Linked DNA regions of Triticum aestivum: region 1 is linked to region 2. Evidence: chromatin contacts called from public Hi-C data. All regions are on one chromosome and are shown on one strand. Each heading gives the region's core, a stretch centred on a gene start, on an enhancer-like site or on the middle of the called end of the contact. The rest is flanking DNA. Distances are from core to core; before and after follow the strand shown. Region 1 holds the start of LOC123044294 (protein GDAP2 homolog). Region 2 has its middle 410 kb from the start of LOC123113836.

Region 1 (6,167 bases), core at 3,492-5,991, 990 kb before region 2:
CTTTTGTATATCTCTGTATCAGATGATGATGTAATACAAAAAATAAGACCAGCTATCTTGCCTTTCTGTTTCTCCAGAAAACGTCTAACAGTCCCTGAAGAATAAAGTGAGTTTGTGCAGAATAAACCCAAAAGATATAAAATATTTGCAGAGTGACTACGGTACAATCATTTCTTTGAGCAATTCACAAATAAGTTCTTTCACTTTCTGCCACTCATCATTTCACCTCCACGTGGAAAAAAGAAGTGGGAACAATATATGAAGTGAAAATCGGTTGAAAACTTCTTTTTAGTATAAAATATTTTCTTGCATAGTACTCCCTCTGTTCCATAATACTTGTCATGCCACGACAAGTATTATGTAATGGAACGGGGGGAGTAACAAATATAAGTAATAAATACCAAAAGTAAAGAGAACAGAATGAAAGAACTCACGTATTGCCACATGGGCAGCTGGTTCACGAGGATAGTTTTTAGCTTCCGTGTATATGCAACCCATTGCGATGCTAACGAAATGAAATGAATAAGTAACAAGATGTGTCAATTTCAGATTGCATAGCTTAAAACACCTGAGATCACTTGTTAAGTGAGAAACAATAACAACATCTAACGATGAAATCTTTCATTTTGGCCCACAAATGCGGCAAGTACCTTTCAAGGCCGTTCTCAATGAGTAGTTCCAAACATGACCGGTAGCAATGACTAAGTGCATTTTCCGCAGCTGTGTGATATTTGACAGCATATTTGGGTCCCACTGTATGGATGACCTTCCTGCATAATCAATTGACATATACATTTCAGTATAAGCAACAATACATACATTTTTCAATCAGTAATGATGAAATGGATCAGGATGATTTTCCAAGTATCAAACAAGAATACTCAAATTAGTAACACCTTTCCCATAAATTGCATATTTCCCATAACTAGGATTCGTTCCAAACTCCATAGTAGATTTCAACTTTTCGGGTTATGTGAGTTCAACAACAACGCTTATCATAAAAACTTCGTCATATAAAGCTGATGACTGACAGTCAATGAACTCCAATATAGAGATACCACCTACAAGCATCTACAACCGCAACTCGCAAATGTGACCCCCTATACATCTGCGGAGGGGCCCAGACACGTCCGCGGACAGCGCCCGGTCACCCCTCAAATGTCTGCATCCACAGCCGTGCCCCTAATTCCAAAACCCTCAATTCCATACAATCCTCATGCAACGTTAAAAACAACATATGTAGTTCATCTATATCAACACACATAGCATAGGGGATTTCTCATACATGCCATCGAACTACCAAAAATTGGCATGTTCTACTAGCTATGAAATATGGCTATGGAGGAAGTTGACCCACAGCCGCCCTTGCCCTTGCCATCTTCATCGAGGAAGCAGCGGTCGAAGACGCAATATGGCGAGCCGGATCCGCTCACTGTCGGGGCTGTTAGATGCGTCACCGGCCTCCTCCTCTTTGGGGGGCAGTCCCGCAAGGGCACAGACTACCCGGGTTTGCTCCAGTGCGAGGGCACGCGCCGTCCAGGCTTGTCGTTTCGTCGAGGAAGCAGCGGTCGAAGACGCAATATGGCAAGCCGGATCCGCTCACCGTCGGGGCTGTCAGATGCGTCACCGGCCTCCTCCTCTTTGGGGGGCAGTCCGGCGAGGGCACAGACTACCCGGGTTTGCTCTAGTGTGAGGGCACGCGCCATCCAGGCTTGTCGCTTCGCTAGGATGGGGGAACGGAAGGCGGTGCCCTCCGCACTATTGTCCTCCATGGCATGCGACAGCCTTCGCAGTGCGTGGCGCAACTTCTCCCTCACACGGCGGGCACGCCGCTCCTCGACGCATCCGTGGTCGTGACGTCTGGCGGCATTAACCTCGGAGTCGGAGCCCGACGTCGTAGGGATGAGGCTCCACCGAAGGGGTTGCGCTGCAAGCCCTGTGCCGTTCGGTTGGGCGCGCCGGTACCTCCAGCTGCTGCTCGCCACCTCCGATTCCCCTGCGGTCACGCACCTTGAGCCGCCGGACCCAAGCCCACTTGCGCACCACTGACGCAGGATTCCCGCCAGAGCGATTCCGACAACGAAGCTTGGGTTTCCTCCCGGAATCGACAGGCCGGATGGCTAACTCCTTGTCTCCGCATGGGGCGAAGGCCTAGTCGACGGATCCAGAGTTGCCGGACTCGCGTCCAACCCCTAGGCCTAGCGACCCGCGTCGTCATCCCCCTAGGGCGACTCGGGTGGCCAAAAACCTAGCCGCCGCCGCCGCAAACTCCCTCCTCTCCTCCCTCCTCTCCTCCCTCCGCCGCCGCCTTAGCCCGGGGGCCGACGGCGGTGGCGGGGGATCTCCTCTCTCGCGCGTCCCCGGGGTGGGGCGGACCCCAAGGCGTGTGGTGGCGCGACCGATCTGGGATCTGCGGCGCGGCGGATGGCGGCAGGCGACGGCTTGGCGCGGCGGGTCAGGGCTGTAGGCGCTGCGGATGGCCCTTCGGGCGACGGCGGCGGCTGCAGTTGGCGGCGGCCGGCTTGGCTGCGGTGGCGTGCATGTTGTCCTCAGATCGGCGGCGGCGGCGGCGTGAAGGGCCTGGTAGTCTCGTTGGCGGCACCTCCGATCAAATCTGTTCTGACCGGTGAAGCCGGCGGTGGTGGTCATCTCTTCCGTCAGAGGTGGTCGGCCTGAGGCTGGGTGTTCGGATCTCGGGATCCGTCATCTGGCACCAGCTGCGAGTCGGGGAGACGTAGTTGCCGGTGAAACCGAGCCGACGGCGGGCGATGGCGGCATTCCACGTCGTTACCTTGATGAAGGCATCGTCATGTGACTTCCGTCGACCCACTCGTATTGCTTCGGGGGAAACCCGAGGATCTGGTGTTCCAGACCGGACGATGGCGGCACTGCGGTGTCGTTTCTCTCTTGGGAGCGTCGTTTTGTGGGGCAGCGCTGGAAGTCAGAGGCAGGAGGTCGAGCGGCTTCGTCTTGCACGGAGCTTCGGTGGAGATGTCAAGTTATGCCTGACCGACAGGTGCTACGCTTGGTCATGCCTGGTCGGCAGGTGCTACGCACGACAGATCCTCCAAGGGCTTCAAGCTGCGTCGGCTGGTGGTACGTGGCAGCGTGGCGCTGAGGTGTATCAGTGGCGACCGCGACGTGTACAGCTGTTTGCACGCAGGGAGGAGGTGCCGTTGGGCGCCGTGGTGGCGTCGACGATAGCTGGACCGAGCAAGGTTGATGCATCAGTGCAGTTCTGAAGATGGAGCGGTGGCAGTTGGCGGCGGCGGCCTCTGAGAGCACGCCGGGCCAATGTGTGCCCTAGACCCGGCAAGTGGCTAGGTTGGGGTCTCAGGTCTTAGATGTTAGGCTTGGTTGCGATGTCTGTTTGGTATTAGGCCCAGGCTATATGCGCCCCTTCATCAACTGGATAGATGTAGCGACAGTTTGTTGCTTAGACGGCGGCTTTAGTCTTATTGTTGGATGACTTTGTAAGGTCTTGTGAGAATAATTAATAGAGTGGCCGTATACATCGCCCAAATGCAAAGGCCAGGGGTCATCCTCCTTTTATAAAAAAAAAAGAGTTGCCGGACTCAGATCCGCTGCCCGCCATGCTGGAGAAGGCCAGAGATCGCCAGAGAGGAGCTAGGGGACAGAACGGAGCAGACTGGAGTGGCTAGGGTTTGGTCCGACGTGGTTGCCGGACAGCCCACCGCCCGTGAGTCATAGCTCTGGTAGATCAGAATCAATTTCTTTGACTTTATCATAAGGACTAGCAGACCACAAGTCTTATCGTGAAACAAAAAACTACACAGATGTTGTAACTAAGTAACTTCATGCTTCAACAGTATTTCGCACAGGACATATGTTCCATTTTCTACTAAAAAAGGAAACTACATTCATTTTCCACGTGGAAAACTGAGACGGAGTCACTAAATGCCTACCTCGCAGGAAGATCGTATGCATTGGTCATCTTTGCCATCCCAGTTCGGCACCCTCCCTGCAAAACGTCAAGCAGTAAAAACATGTCACTTCACAATCTCCAGTGATTGAACAAATTCCCCCCCCTAAAATTGTACTGCCCAGTCCTGACATCCAAAACCGTACCAAGGTGGCGCATTCCTCCGCGAGCCCAGAACCCGCTGCAGCGTGAAGCCCGGGACTACTGTGCGCCTCGTCCAAGCTCTGCACGAACCGAAGAATCACGAGCTTAGCACCGCAGTTCCAGCATTCTCCAATGCCCAGCGAGACATAAGAAGAGAATCGCAACCTCGTTGGTGGAGTTGACGACGGCGTCGACCTCCATGTTCCAGGGGTGTCCCCGCCAGAGGTAGATCCTGGAGTTGATCTCGTGGTCCACGGGGAAGCGCGAGGCGCTCGCGCAGCCACCACCGGCGGCGCCGCCGTCGTCGCCGGTGAGCGGGTCGGAGAAGGAGAGGAAGGTGGACGCTGCGGGCTCGGATCCGCCGTCCGCGGCTTCGGCGGTAGCGGACGAGGAGGACGGCGTGTACAGGCGCTGGTCGGGGTCGCTCCAGCGCGGCACCTGGTCGAGCGTCACCGCAGGCTCGACGCCGCCGACGCCTGGCTCCATGGCGGCCGCAGTGGAGGCAGCTCCGGAGGCCGTGGCCGCCGCCGGCGAGCGGTGCTGCATGGAGGCGGAGACGGGCGGGCGAAAGGTAGTATAGCCGGGCGCTGGCGTGAGGCCGAGCGGCCGTTAAGAGGCCGACGCGAGACGGAAGGGGCCAAAGGAAGGCGGAGGAGATCGATAGAGACGACGAGAAAAAAACAAAAGCGTCTTCTGGACAATGACGTGTGGGTCTGTGGACCTGTGGGCCCTTTCACGTCAGAGACACGCAGCATGGTTTGTGGGGGCACGACGCGTGTGGGCGTAGCCGACGTGATACAGCTCGGACGGCAGGGAGCCGTGCTGGACTGGGCTAGCACTCCCGCTGGCTTGCTCGCCTGGTGACTCGTGTGGCACGTCCACCTGGTGATGAGATGACGTGTAACTCAGCTCGGATCGGGATCTCGCGGCTGGTGCGGTCAAGCACCAGTTGGGGACTCGAGTCCAGCCGCTGCTGTGGCGCAGGAGAAGGAAGGTTCGGATGGAGGAACTTGGGTGGAGCCCGGGCGTGAGGACAACTCAGGCAAGTCCGGAGCAGCATGGGCCTCCGCAACTGCAGGATCTGTCCGCAATTCTTTGGATCGAATCAACCACAGTTCTTCATCATTCGATGTGATCATCTCATCTCCGAGCTGAGCTAGATGGTCCGCTAAGCCACGACAAGAGCAGTGCATGACCATCGTTGTCTTTCGTGACTAAAATTTAGTGAAGGGGTGAGTATTTCAGAACATGTGGGTACTCAAAGTTCAGCATCACTGTTTAGGAAGTTCACATCCAAGCCACTCCAAAGATTTTGAGAACTTACGCACTCGGTGCTAGTTTTTGCTTCGGCACAGAGGCGGCCATGGTGGCTGCCCTTGTGGTGGTGCCGACGCTCCTGTGTGACATCTCCGTTTGGGATTATTTTATGGAGAAATTGTTCAAGCCGGATGTCCAAATCTCGCAAAGCCCTCCATGCTTGTTGATAGGATGTCGGAATCCGTATGTCCGAACTGCTCCATGGACATATAAGACTTCTGTTGGATGACAAAAGTGATTCGGACACTGCAGTCTAAACTTAGGTTTAAGGGTCCGCTTTACAGATGTCCTAAGTGACCGCATTCTAGAAATTACCGTAATCAAAGATGATCTAATTAAGTTCTAGACCGTGTATTCTACATGCCTAAAAAGTTTATCCTCGCTATCTTATTTATCTTAGCAACTAGCATGCAGCTTATCTATCTCATCACATATGCCTCAGGCTGATTGTAATGGGAAGTATCATATACTAGTATCATGCATATGATACTATGATACTAGTCTATAATACTACATCCCTAAGGCTAGTCATAGTGGGAGTAACTTAGATAGTAACATAGCGCATCTCGAGAATTTTTTGCTTATGTGGCAAGTAGTTAATGAGAAGTAGTAACATAATATGTTACTGTAATATAGCGTTTTCCAAGACAATATGAGCCTACAAGCTATTAAATGAGGCCACATATGACATTAGTACTATGTTATTTTGCACTATGAAGGTACTAACTTAGAGTCTTGCATATGACACTAGTCTAAGTTACTC
Region 2 (6,208 bases), core at 451-2,950:
GGCTGCTCGCGTGGGGGTACATTCTTCATGTCGTTCTCAACCAGCCAAAGGACCCACGAAGTCTTTTTTTTTTTTTGCCCCCTGCCTTTTCTTTTCTTATGGAATCTAAAGTTGTGGGTTCTTGCAAACATGTATGCTATAGCAACGATCAACACATGGTGTGAATTCATGGGTATTATCATATTTCTTCTGGACTCTCAGTACAAACACTACAAACTTTACGTTAAATGAAAAAAAAAACTATCATGCTGAACATCTTTTTAGAAGATAAACTCTTCATTAAAAATGTATTAACAAGTTAACTACTAATAGTTAGAAGTTTGAAATCATGATCTAGTTCTGACGGATGTAATTAATCCTACTTAGAAATAGATGGATGATTGTCACATCAATGATGTCACATAATGACTTGAGTTATTGACTATGACTAGATTCCACTTAGCTTGTTGGAAGTTTGGTATCAAATCAGAAACATAAAGCACGCACGTATTGGGGTCACGAACTTTTCAATCTAGTTTCACAATTATTATTATTTGCTTTACAACTTACAAGTGGCCGGATATATATATGCGCTGACATAAAGATGTAACGATTTGGTCGTGGAATAAATCTTAGTGAATCATCTATCTTTCCATAGATTTGTGGGCACGGGAACATGGCCACTTCGCTGTCACCAACTCACATCGTCTTGCTCTTTATTCTCGTCACCGTCGTCCTTGTATCTCCCGTCATTTTCTTCGTAGCTAGCTAGGGTGATCCGAGTTCACATTTTAAACAGGACCTAGACCATTGTGATTTTTTATTTATGATATGAAACTATGTTTGTCCAGAATTAATTATGCACTCGTGGTATTATGTTTATGACTGATCTAAGACTTAGTATAGTTTGCAGTTATGGAATTCATTTAGCCTCAGCTTATGGTTCTCGATTGAACTGTGTTGTGTTGTCCTTCCTTCCTTCATGCTTTTTGGTTTGCAATGTTTCATGTATTTCCCCACAAAAAAAAAGGTTTTGTGTTTAGCCCCTTGTCTCTTTGCGGTTGGTGTTGCTTTTCGTGGGTGTTGCTTTCCGAGAAGGGAGATCCGTCTTCCTCTGTCGTTCACTCAAGTGATCAATCACTTCTCATCGACCCCCTAGCACCTTCGTGGGTCGACGAAAAATGATCGATTACTTGAGGGAACCCCTAGCACCTTCGTGGGCCCTAGCTCGGGAACTTTGTATCTTCTTTTCTTCTATCAATGAATGGTACACAGCCTTTGTATATTTATGAAAAAGATTGGTACAGGTAAGGTAATTAGCATGTACGCGCCGGTGCTCTCTTGGATGGCCGTTGATCGATCCAGCCTTGTTCCTAAACTGCAGGACCGTACGAACGAGGTAGCTACCACTGCAGCAGACGAGAGAAGCCACCTACACGGGTTGGATGGAGTGGGTAAGTGGAGGGCCCGACGGGTGCCTTTATTTATATGCATGGTGCGGCCAAGCAGCTTCCGCGAAGCATCCTCGTGTCCCAAGCATGTGTAGATGCACAGCGGCAGGCCAGGGGCACTACGTCTGCCCTGATTCTGTTTCTCGAAGACGACCACGACCACGACGGAGAACCCATTCCTCGTGCGCGCGCGTGTGTGTGGACTGTGGAGATGTGAACTCACTTGAAACCAAGTAGCTGCACCCACATCAGTACTGTATATGATTGACTAGCGCTAAGCACGCGAGAATTAGTTAAATTGATAATGATGGGTTGTACGTGTGACGTCACACCAGTACGGCTTCTCAGATGCTTTTGTGTTTTCATGATGTGACACGAAACCTAATTCTATAAGAACGACCGAGTCAACCGTGTGATGTGGTCCATGGAACATTCAACAACAGTTGAAACATGGACTCATTTTACCTAGGTTGGGATCAACTAGCTGCATCCGCGTAAAGCATCTACGCAAATCTAATACTAGCTCCGTCCTATATTACATGGGACGGAGAGATAGGAAACTTCAATCCAATGCATGTTCACCCGCATCTACTCAGACTCAGTTACAAAACCTAATGAGATATAGGTCACATGACATGACAACAGAATAATTCTTATGTCATTTTCCAACCTCTAGGTGGGTCCAAAAAATTGCCGAACTTAAAGTGATGCTACAATCAAAATTAGAGATCCTCACAGCATGAGCTTTTTCTAAGAACCATCCGTCCAACATAAACTTCATTGGTAGCGACGACAACACACGACAACTGTCGATTGCCAAGTAAATGGTACGGCACCGCTCACCGTCTATGACTGAGCAACCTCTTGCTTTGACTCCCCAGGGACAAGTCCGCGTATCTTCACATCATAAAATACTTCCTCCACCCTTCTCAAATCATACTTCATCCCTGCAAACACAAGTACAAAAACAGAGGGGGAAACACAGCTGAATCAATACAGATTACAACAACAACAACAACAACAACAACAACAACAACAACAACAAGGCATGGCAAAATATTACGGTAAGCTGAAATAATACTGCCAAAGCTAGTTGAGTTCTTTTAAAAAGGAACATGTCCAGTGAACCATAAGCTGGGGAACTCACCATCAAATTTCTTACGCAAGAAGTCATTGCGCAGATTCAGCATCCTAAATGAAGCATGCAGATCAGTCAAAAAGCTTAGCACCTTCCGTGGGCAGTCGTAGTCACCCGCCGTGACCCGATTCACTACATATCTAGGCTGTAGACAATTCAGCAAGCAGCCATTAATACAAGTCATAGCTATAGAGCATTACAATTCTATTCAGTACACATCTAGGCTGTAGAAAATTCAGCAAGCAGTCACTCATATCAATATTGGTTGTTGAGCACTTTCGTTTCATTTCATATTAAGGATGCACTCCCTCCGTTAAGTCGGCGACAATTAATATGGATCGGAGTTGTACTAAGTCAGTAACAGTTAATATGGATCGGAGGGAGCAGAAGATTCCACAAGCAGCAATTAGTACCACTCACTGGCTGTAGAGAATTGCAATTATATCCACTAAGCATCTATCTAGGCTGTAAAAAAATCAGCAAGCAGTCACTGTACCACTCATTAGCTCTGCAGCATTAGAATTCTTGCTTAACATACATCCAAGGAAATAACCATATAAATAGTAAATTCAAGACTTCAGAATGCAGATGGTATTATGTAAAGTTTGCATTTTGCAGATATGCCCAGCTTGGTCTAATCCATTCATTTACGAAGTGTGCTACACACTAAAGTCCATCTCAAGTTTATATGCTTGACACTTGTACGTAAATCATTCATGAAGAAAAATAGTTCAGTCCGTCTCAGGTTTATATGCTCGACACTTGTACATGAAACATTGATAAAGAATTATAGTTCACAGTCCAGCCCAAGTGTAAATTGTTTGTACTTATATGTAGTTGTTTTAGCATGCACTCATAAGTTCATAAGTTCATAAGATACAACATGGATCCGACCTTAATACCAACCAAAAATTTGAAGTCAATCTCCATATTCTAATTTATTGGCTTTGGTTCTTTAGCTTTCTACATTCCAATAAAGGGGTATATATAGTATAGGTATATCCTATTCCTGAACACTCACATGTTGAAAACAATCTACATATTATAATGCATTGACTTCGGCTCTTCAACCTTCTAGTATTTATATAGTACTTACGTCTTACAAATCTTATAAAGAAACAAGTCGGTGATGATGGACCATTCAACTTCTGTAATACCAACCAACCGCCTTGGTACGAACGACTGAGAATGGGAAGTGGTTGCTCACTAGTCACTACCCACCTAATTCTGTTTCATAAAACACCCCAATCTACCATGAGTTTTGCAGATTTTAATAAAGTAATTAGCTTGTAAACATAAAGTATGGTTATCCTTCATCCCATAGCAAAGCATGAGTTTCTTGCTAGTATGTAATAGAAGTACAAGTTTAACGAGATTTCTCTCTCATGGTCGACCATTTCGCGTTGTTGATCCGACCGAGGAACCACATGCCCATCAACACCCCCTCAGGAGATATCTACGCCACAGACCCCATCCACGACCTGTACTAAAATCACTAATCCCATGATCATATTTCTCCCCTGCACCCACGATCTGTTTATTTTGTTGGCAAAAGATTCCTGCATTATGTTAAGAGCTCGATGCATGGGGCTAAACAAGCCACAAAGAAGAGGAGAACCTGGAAACCTAAGACAAACACAAAAGAAACAAAGGTTAAAGGGCTGCCCTACAAGGATACGTGCACATACGGGTCCTTACGAACCATCCAGAATGCCACGCAAACCAGAGCTTCACCGCTGACTGGAATAGGGTTCACCATAGGAAAAACCAGAGCTTCACCCTGACTGGAACAGGGTTCACCATAGGCAAAACCAGAGCTTCAATCGCCACCAGCTTCACAGAAAAGCAGCCAGACCAAGGGCCTCTCTCGGAACCGCAGAGGAACCAGAGGTTGAGGAAGTTACTGACGCCCTTGAATCTGGGGAGCCGCATGCGCCAGGCAACAAAGCTGCACCACAAGAATGGTAGAAGGTCCCCAACCAGGAGGCCAAGCAGCCATCGACCATACCGCAGAGTCGTCAATCCCATAACCACATTGCAGGCGTCCAAAGGGGAGGTTGAAAAAAGAAACACCAACCGAGAGGCAAGATCAATGAAGAAGACCAGTCTCACACCCATGCAAGAGTAGATAAAGAAAACCATCACCGGCAAGAAATGGAGCAGACACCAAGATACAGAAGGAACACTTCATCAGCTCCAAACGGACACGCTTGAGCTCCATGGAGAACGGAGATGAAGCAGCACACATAGGGCGCTCCACAGCGGCTGAGCAGGGACAATGCGGTGGTGGACATCGCTGGCGGCTGTGCAACCAGAAAGACACTGAACCAGGGTCGGCGACAACGTGGCTCACTATGGCGGAACAGGCACAGGCAAAGAAGAGCATTAGGGGCATGGAGTGTGGGGACATGCAAGCGCTGAATAAGAAGCTAGGCCCACAGGCTTAAGAAGGATGACTGGGGCGGTGGTGAACTGCGGAGGAGGTGGTTGGAGAAGGGCAGAGCGGCAAAAGTGGTGGTTGGGGCAGTGTCGGTCAGCGGATCTGGTGGTACTGCAGCAGTGGATTTTGGCGATAGCAGTGACTCCGACCAAAAAAGGACAAGGAACCGTGTCCGGCTGTACTCGATGATCGTCATTGGAAAAACTAATTTTCTTTTTTTTAATTACACGCGCCTAAATGTATTTACATACTAGAATTTGAAAATCTCACAAACATCTGGGCCTGAAGCCCACAACTGGCACAATACACTTCCAAATAAACAAAACCACAATGTGCTCTACCACCCTCATTACTTAAGTTGAAACTTGTAGTCTAGAGCTAAAAAGTATCACGCTTCAGCATTGCTCTGTACCATCACAAAGACCACTCAAGTTGGAAAATGGGTATCGATGTGTCACTGTCATGTGGCCCCAGGTATCATTTCTCAGGTTTACATCTTTGAGATGGTACAAAACAATTTGTTTTCTAATTTCAAACATACCTCGAAACCAGAATACACTTGAGACCAAATCACTTGAAAGGACCAAGTCTTTCTTCATTATGACCAATTTTTCATCAATCTGTAGATATAGAATTGCATTTCTGCTGCACTGTATGTTGTGGACTAGCACCAAGGAGTATGAATTGAGGGAGATCAGGGATCTTTTAGGCAATAGAATTGTATTGGCAAAGATGGGATAAAGGAGTCTAATTTATCGGCAGTTCATACCGTGTTAGCAAATCATGTATCTCTGTTTGAGATAAGCAAGAAGAATCAATCCATTCTCTCCGAATTATTCTATCATCTCAACCCTATGCCCTATTTCTCCAACCCACCACATCTGGTTCTCTCTCTTCAGCATGGCAGTTATCCATTGTGATCAAGGTTAATGGTACAGAGATTAGACTGTTGTTAACAAGTGTATGCAAGTTTTCTGCAAACCCTTTAGAAATAGATAAGACAGCACCAAAGAATTTTAAATATTACACCCTTCGTTCACAAATATAAGATGCTCTGGATATTTCAGTATGGTCTACATACGGACTGAAATGAGTGAACAAACACACTAAAACGTGTCTATATACATCCGATTCAGAAAAAAGTTGGAACATCTTATATTTGTGAACGGAGGGAGTATTATTTTAGAGTCAGTAGCCATT

The links. Hi-C and Micro-C count contacts between places; a contact is called where the count stands out from the background.
Region 1: a contact with region 2 is called in a Hi-C map of leaf, with 9 times the contacts expected there. The contact joins the promoter of LOC123044294 here to the enhancer-like site in region 2. A contact is called at or near these places in 2 of 5 Hi-C or Micro-C datasets (both in leaf).

The regions. Positions count from the first base shown.
Region 1 is chr1A:243,143,515-243,149,681 of IWGSC CS RefSeq v2.1, reverse strand. It overlaps LOC123044294 (protein GDAP2 homolog), which reads right to left and starts at 4,741. Exons shown (of 14, transcript XM_044467006.1): 1 at 4,253-4,741; 2 at 4,090-4,167; 3 at 3,927-3,982; 4 at 651-770; 5 at 435-505; 6 at 1-94. The coding sequence starts at 4,633.
Region 2 is chr1A:242,147,198-242,153,405 of IWGSC CS RefSeq v2.1, reverse strand. It overlaps the pseudogene LOC123044287. Among protein-coding and RNA genes, the nearest start is that of LOC123113836, 410 kb to the right of the region's middle. Within about 2 kb of position 1,700, at least 7 of the 8 cell types and tissues checked have an H3K27ac peak or open chromatin away from gene starts, as enhancers often do. A contact at or near this core is called in leaf, where this site is marked.